Linked DNA regions of Triticum aestivum: region 1 is linked to region 2. Evidence: chromatin contacts called from public Hi-C data. All regions are on one chromosome and are shown on one strand. Each heading gives the region's core, a stretch centred on a gene start, on an enhancer-like site or on the middle of the called end of the contact. The rest is flanking DNA. Distances are from core to core; before and after follow the strand shown. Region 1 holds the start of LOC123144794 (hydroxycinnamoyltransferase 2). Region 2 holds the start of LOC123144793 (enhancer of rudimentary homolog).

Region 1 (3,709 bases), core at 53-2,552, 140 kb before region 2:
TGGATGATTTAAAAAAGCATTTGTTTGACTTAAATATGATTCCTGATCCGCGGATGAATTACCTAAAACATCAGGAGGTTTCGAAAAATGCAAAATAACGGTTCGTGTGTGACTTAAATCCGGACTGCGGGTTGATTTCAGAAAAACACAGGGACTTTTGTGAAAAATGCCATGACGGCCGAAAGAAACCACATTTGCTTATTATTAGGTAAGATAAGATCTGAAAGATCTTAGCATTCCCAGTACGCGGGGCAAGATCGACCGAAAAAAAAATGAGGGACCGACAGATAATTGCGAGGTGTGCCAACAAGGCCAAACAGAAGTCAGTGATCGAACCACACGCCACACCTCGTCCCATTTCCTTGCAGGTCCACCTGACACGGTCCATTGCATGCGGACATGCGGCGCCGACGACCTAGACGAGTTGCTGAAAGCGACGCGTGACCGTCCGTTTCTACCGTACCCAGCGGTGGTGACATCCAGCGCCCCTCACGGGCACGCCTCTACCGCACGCGTTGTGCTCTGCTTCGTCGGCACGTCCTACTCTGTTCCTCGCGTGTGAGAAAAATCACGGAGTGGCATTCATGGTTTACCTGGACCACGAGGAGCGGGTAGGAGGAGATGCCCCCGGTGAAGTCGACGGCGGGGATAAGGCGCTTGAGGTCCATGGTGGGCGCGAAGTCGCCGAAGTCGTCGACGGTGCCGTCGGGCGCGTCGGCCTCCACGAAGAGCACCCCTTCCGCGTTGCAGTCGATCTCCACGCGCCCGTCCTCGTCGCGGGCCAGCCGCCCCGCCATCGGGTAGAAGGGCACCAGCGCCTCCGCCAGCGCCCGGCGCATCCGCTCCGCGTCGAAGTAGCGGCCCGCCTCCTCCCCCTCCCCCGCGCCGCGCCGGAAGAAGTAGACGCTCGGCGTGTGGAACCGCGGCACGACCAGGTCCGGGTTGGCGTTCCACAGCCGGAGCCGCGGCGTCTCCTCCGCCGGCACCACGACCGTCGATCCCCGCACCGTGATCTTCATCTCCGCGGATGCAGATCTGGCGGGCAGACTAGGCGGAAGAAAAGCGAGCGAAAGGTCGTCGGTACGTACGTGAAGGCGCGTGGGAGCAGCGGCGATAATTAAAATTAAAGTAGGGCGTTTGGTAGCTCTTGGTGGAGAGCTGGTGAGCGAGCGGGGGGTGGCGCGGGTTTTATAGCCGGCGAGGCGGGATGGCGCGACTTGCCCTCGTTTGCCTCCAGTTTTTTTGCTCGATTGCTTCGTGGGAGGAGCTGGTGACGGGTGGGGAGTTGGTGGGATGGATGACCAGGCTCGGAAGCGGGACCCCTTTAATTCCTCGGTGGACGCGGTCCAACCTACCGGACCGTGGACGCGTTGCCGGTGATCCACATCAGCGTGATCTGTCCACCTCTATCCGCTGCATCAGCACTGACAGCAGCTTCCGATATTTATTTTTATTTTTATTTTTTTGCGGGGAAAGCTTCCGATTTTGGGAATTCATCAGCTGCCCCTAATTCCTACTTGGCGAAAAATGAAAATGCAGCGGCCAATGATCTTGGACGAGCATCATTGTTTGTTATATTTTTCCTGGTTTTGGAGGCTTTGTCACTCCGCTCACGTGAGAGTGTGACATAATGGCGGATTTTGAATTATATACTACTTCCTCCGTTTCTAAATGTAAGTTCTTTTAGATATTTCAATATGAACAACACACGGAATAAAATGAGTGAATCTACATCCTAAAATATGTCTATATACATCTGTGCATAGTCCGTATTGAAATATCTAAAAGATCTTGTATTTAGAAACAGAAGGACTATGTCTCTCTTCTTAGCGGACGAGCTTGCTTCAAATCACGAGCCCCTAATTCCTATTTGGGCTTGGATTATGTCCAGAAACTCAGAATCTGAACCAAAATGATTTTGAATTTGAGAATGACACAAGATCGATTTTTTTAGAACACGCATGAGCTCTGTATGCCTATATATTAAGATAGAAAACAATATTTATGTTACAAGAACGGATCTCTAAAGCCGCATATAATCCATGGCAGTCTACACAAACCACCGGGGTTGACACAAGCATGACTAGCCTACTACTTGCTTTAGGCCCTGTTTGTTTGGGTTTTTGCTTTTGCTTTTGCATCTTTTTCATTTTGTCAAAAAGCCATAAAAGCTCCTAATTTTTATGACTTTTGATGAATCAATATAACATGTTTTAGCTCCAAAAGCCATAAAAGCTCCAAAAGCACCTATTTAGGAGCTTTTGTGGCTTTTTGGCCAAAATGGAAAAGCTGCAAAAGCACCTATTTAGGAGCTTTTGTGGCTTTTTGGCCAAAATGGAAAAGCTGCAAAAGCAAAAGCAAAAGCCCAAACAAATAGGGCCTTAGACTACCATCCCCACTTCTTCCGCTCGCGCAAAAGATCGTGGACCTTATTGACAACTGCCGAGGTGAGAAGGGATTTGTTCTTGAATATCCTCATGTTTCTCTCGAACCAAACGTGACGGAGAGTGCAGATAATGACTGAGTTTATCCCTTCTGCATCTTGGGAGATATCATCTGCTACCACGAGGACCACCATGGAAGAATTTGGTCACTCGATGAAGGAGCAAGGCGGACGAGGCTAGTCCAGTGGAGCACACTGAGCCAAACTTTGCGGGCTTAGATACACCAGATAAGGAGGTGTTCGATCGTTTCATCACACTAGTTGCAAAGGGGGACAGGACGGCTGATGGAGGAGCCCTCATCTGGCAAGGCGATCAGAGGACCAACACCTGCTTTGTTGCACAAGCCACACAAAGAACTTGAATATCATGGGCGCCTAGGGTTTTCATACTAGAAGATTCCATCCACAAGAGATACGGCCAGCAAAGAAGGCCTGAAACATGGATTTGGAGGGGTGGCATCTAGTAGTCGTCCACTTGTAGCTCCATGAGTCAATGCCATGCGTCATTGGGGAGTCTGAAATTGTTGGCCACGTGGTAGGGAACTGCATGATCGCGGCGGTAGGAAGACAGCCACGAAGGTCACACACACAGGAGGATACATGAAGGCCTTCCTAAACCATTCGGCTGGCTAGGGAAGCATGCTTGACAACTGCAGCAACATCGATCGGGTACCAACTGAGGGATACTAGCTTTATCGATCTAGTGGTCCTGCAAAAATAGCACTAAAGCGTCGTTTCTGGTCTCAATATGAGAAGATGCCTTGAAGATGGATGTGACATCAACTGAAAGGGAGAGCTCCAAGGACAACCAGGGGAGAACATCGGAAATTTTTGCTGCCAAAGCCATTTAGTTCTTAGAGCGTTGTTGAGAGCTTTGAGGTTGTGCAAACCGAGCCCTCCAAATTAAACATGAGTGAACACAACCGTCCAAGCGACCAAGCATTGGCATCATTTTGCACAATCCATGCCAGCCCATAGGAAATCCCACCTAATCTTGTCGGCCTCCATGAGAAACCATGGCGTCAGGTCCAAAGCAAGCATATAGTAGATGCCCATGGTCATGATCATGGTATATAGCAAGATGATATGGCCGATGGTGCGATCAAACTGGTTTTCCAAGAGGGTAGCTTGCTTGTGAATTGGTCCACCAGGGGCATGAGGTCGGCTTTTTTAAGCTGCGAGCGAGAGAGGGGAAGGCATAGGTATTTTTATCGGGAAGGACGAATCATGCAATGGGAATTTTTGGTGAGGCCTTGCAGATGCAGC
Region 2 (3,741 bases), core at 487-2,986:
AAATAAAGAGATTCCGCGTGTGTTTTGTATGTTTTCGATCTGCAAGGTGTAGTTAGTACTCCGATCAAATATACTGTACAAGTTAAATTTCCCTATAAAAAAACTGTACAATATAAATATTCTAAAAAGGGCACTGATAGGCGCTGGTGCGCCGGCCCAAAATTGGGCCGGTCGCACCCTGCCCGTTCGATGGCTCCACTCTAACCGTTCAGATCTTATCTGCTTCGTCCCCAACACTCCGCACCCTACAGCATATCCAGAAAAGGAGAGAGCGCAGCCGTCGCGCCCATCGCATCTCCTCCGTCGGGCTTCTGCTTCACGAGACGCAACGGCCGCGTTCATCGGCGTCGTCGGCCCCGGCTGCACCAGCGCGTTGTCGCCTGCCCCTCCCCCCCTTCTCACGCCCGCCGTTGGGTGCCAGCTTCAGCTGCAACTGCAGCTCTGACGCTGGCTGGTTCCAGCGCACTGGTCGTGTGGTTGTAGCAAAATCTCTGGCGTCATCGTCTCTGCCTCGCCACCACCGTCGACTAGCACTCGTGATCCAGCAAAACAATCTCAGTAACAAACCCCCAATCATCAATTGAAGCAAAACAATTAGCCGGTTCCAGCTAACAATAATACCGGTAGAAGCAAAAATCACAGGAAGCAAAATCCACCAACAAAAGTTAATGTAGCAAAAACACTAACACGTTCCAGCAAAACATATAGCTGGTTCCAGCAAACCCACATTGGTTCGAATAAAAGTCACAGGAAGCAAATTCCAAAAGAAAAGTCGATGTAGCAAAAAAAAAAAGCAAGTTCCAGCAAAGCATAAGCCTGGTTCCAGCAAAAATCACGACGGCCGTGGGAGGAGCGTCCGGTTCCAGCACCGGTGGATGCTGGTTCCAGCTCTACAACTCATCGGTTGCAACTCCGCCGGTGAGGATTGCAGCAAAAACAAATTGTCCCGTCGGCGGCAGCGGCCGGAAGCAGCAGCGGTACTTCGCGGTTCCAGCACCGCCGCCCAACGGTTGCAGCTCCACCAGGTGCGGGTTGTAGCACCGCCGTCCTGCTGCTTGTTCCCCGTCGCCGCCCATCTGCATCTCTGCGCCGGCCGCCTCGCGCACCATGAGGCGCAGCGCTCGTCCGTGGTGTGTGTGTGTGTGTGGGGGGGGGGGGTTGAGCAGGTGTGGGGGCTGGTTCAAGCTTGCAGGGGATGGCCATGATCGCTGAGGAGAGAGATGAGTGGGCAGGGGCGATGCTGGTGGAGAGGAGCCGTCAGCTGTGTGGCTCCCGGAGAGCGGCCTGGTGGCGGAGATGAGGAGCATGGGAGTAGATAAGGCAGAAAGAGATAAAAAAAAGGATGGGAAGGAGATGTAGTGTGTGGGCCCCGATGGGGTACGTGGCTACGTAGAGACTCCTGCACGAAGCGAGCGAGCCGGGGCGACCGGCGCAAGGTTCAGCCGGTCGTCCGGCGAGAAACGTTTCCCTTCTAAAAATACCATATATGTTAAATCCTTGCGCGTGATGCTTATTTTAGATCACCCGCTAAAAAAATACTCCTAGATACTTAGTATTTCAGATGCATGGCATCGCAGATAAGCTGAGCAAATTCTCCAACTAGTGACCCCTAAAAAAAGTTCAAGTTCTCCAACTTGTTTTCTTTTTTTTGGACAATTTCTCCAACTTTTTTTTAGTGTTGATTTTTTTAGGGGATTTTTTTTAGTGTTGATGAAGGTACGAAGATGAACTTGGACGTATCCGGACAGGGTCGCACGGCCCTGTCCAAGCCAACAGCACCCCACACCTTAACCCTAGAACATCTTTCAGACGCCTCCCTGCTCGCCCTGCTGGCTCTCGCGTTCTCAGCAAACCAGCGACGGCGACGGCGACCGCTCTTCACCGCTGCCCCCTTCTCTTCTCGGGCGTCGGCAGATCTGCGCGGGCCGCTATCCTCTCCTTCCCGACAGGCGACAGTCCTTCCTAGCCATGGTGAGCCCCCTGTCCTCTCTTTCGTCTAGGTTCTCTCCTTCCCTGTATACCATCGCCGCAGAATTTTGGCGGCCACGGAGGTCAAGTGAAATTCCCTTTGAACGCTAGATTGTTTGGTTGTAGTTCGGAGAGGTTGCAGTCTTGGTTGGAGGAGTTGGTAGAATTTAAACTCTGCTTTTTCTGCTAATGCACTGCCTGCTGCCGGCTATTTAGGTTACATCCTCCATGTTTCCAGCTTGTAGTAATTGTAAGCATATACTCCCTCCGTTCCTAAATACTTGTCTTTCTAGCCATTTCAAATGAATATCACATACGGATGTATGTAGACATATTTTAGAGTGTAGATTCACTCATTTTACTCCGTATGTAGTCACTTGTTGAAATGCCTAGAAAGACAAGTATTTAGGAACGGAGGGAGTACTTACATAGTTAAAAGAAATCGCTAGGCGTTAATTGTACGTTTTTGCCACCGCCTTGCGCTTTTCTGACCAAAGACAATGCACTGATTAAACGCAATTAAGCGCTTTGCTATCACCTAGAGCCTAGACATGCCTTTTTAACTATGAGCATTAAATTAGATTATAGCCATGCCCCCTGTGTTGGGCACATGTTTGTCTGTACTCATATATCTTAGAAATATACTCCCTCCGTTCCTAAATATTTGTCTTTCTAGAGGTTTCAAATGGTGACTACATACGGAACAAAATGAGTGAATCTACACTCTAAAATATGTCTATATACATCCGTATGCGGTGACTATTTGAAATCTCAAAAAAGACAAATATTTAGGAACGGAGGGAGTAGCTTTTTAGGTTTTAAGCTGAGAAAAGGGACTATGGGAGGATGTGTCGAGCTGTGGCCTAGCCCAAGCTGTCGATGATCACCTAGCGCTATCTCAATTAACGTAGGGAACGTACGCTACTATGAATGTTTCTGCCAAGGTTTGAGCTCGTTCTCCGGACGGATTCGGATCCTTTTCTCTCTTTTGAAATTCTATAGATATAGATGTCTCGACTGCCGAATCTGAATCCAAATCCTTAGAACAACTCGATTCCGTTGATTCACTGTCTATTTTCAGTCTTTTCTTTCTTTATAGTTAAGTAATAATGTTTGGTACTAAAAAGCTGTAGATAATTTGCATTGCTTTTGAGATCGATTGGGAGTAACTGCTTTCCACGTTTCCCCTGTAACTTACTGTTTAGGGGCGGTTGTGTCTGGAGTGTCTGGATCAGCATGATCAGCTTGTATATATTTTCTTTGAAGATTGGTGGCGACCGCGAAAAAATCACTTGCTTCCCTGAGTTTTTGGAACTCAACCCATATCTTCCACAATCGACCAATTCACATCATGCCACAAACACTTCACTCTCGACAAAATCATGCATATATTGGCCGGCTGCCGAACATACCTTTTGGATCATATACAACAGGGGTTGTGAAACAAAGTATACTCGCCATTCTTTCAAAAATGGCAAATCTCATGCCGGATACTTGTCGGTGCAATATAGCTTAGAAAAAGAACCTTTTGACTTGAATATAAAGATGGCTGCGGAACAAAGTATTTTGTGTGTGATGTTTTCCTCCTATATGTATTTCACCTGAAGTACTTACGCTATGGTCTATGGGCATGTAGGCAATCAGGGCGTATTATCGAGCAGGTTAATTTCAGCAAGAAAAAGAAATATCTGATATTTAGGCCCAGTTTTAAAGATCGAGTGCTTATTTACTTATTATCCATCTCGCCATCAGTTATGCTTAAACACTTCCTAC

The links. Hi-C and Micro-C count contacts between places; a contact is called where the count stands out from the background.
Region 1: a contact with region 2 is called in a Hi-C map of leaf, with 3 times the contacts expected there. The contact joins the promoter of LOC123144794 here to the promoter of LOC123144793 in region 2. A contact is called at or near these places in 4 of 5 Hi-C or Micro-C datasets (leaf and an unstated tissue).

The regions. Positions count from the first base shown.
Region 1 is chr6D:308,483,378-308,487,086 of IWGSC CS RefSeq v2.1, reverse strand. It overlaps LOC123144794 (hydroxycinnamoyltransferase 2), which reads right to left and starts at 1,302. Exons shown (of 2, transcript XM_044564034.1): 1 at 594-1,302. The coding sequence starts at 1,019.
Region 2 is chr6D:308,338,843-308,342,583 of IWGSC CS RefSeq v2.1, reverse strand. It overlaps LOC123144793 (enhancer of rudimentary homolog), which reads left to right and starts at 1,736. Exons shown (of 4, transcript XM_044564032.1): 1 at 1,736-1,971. The coding sequence starts at 1,969.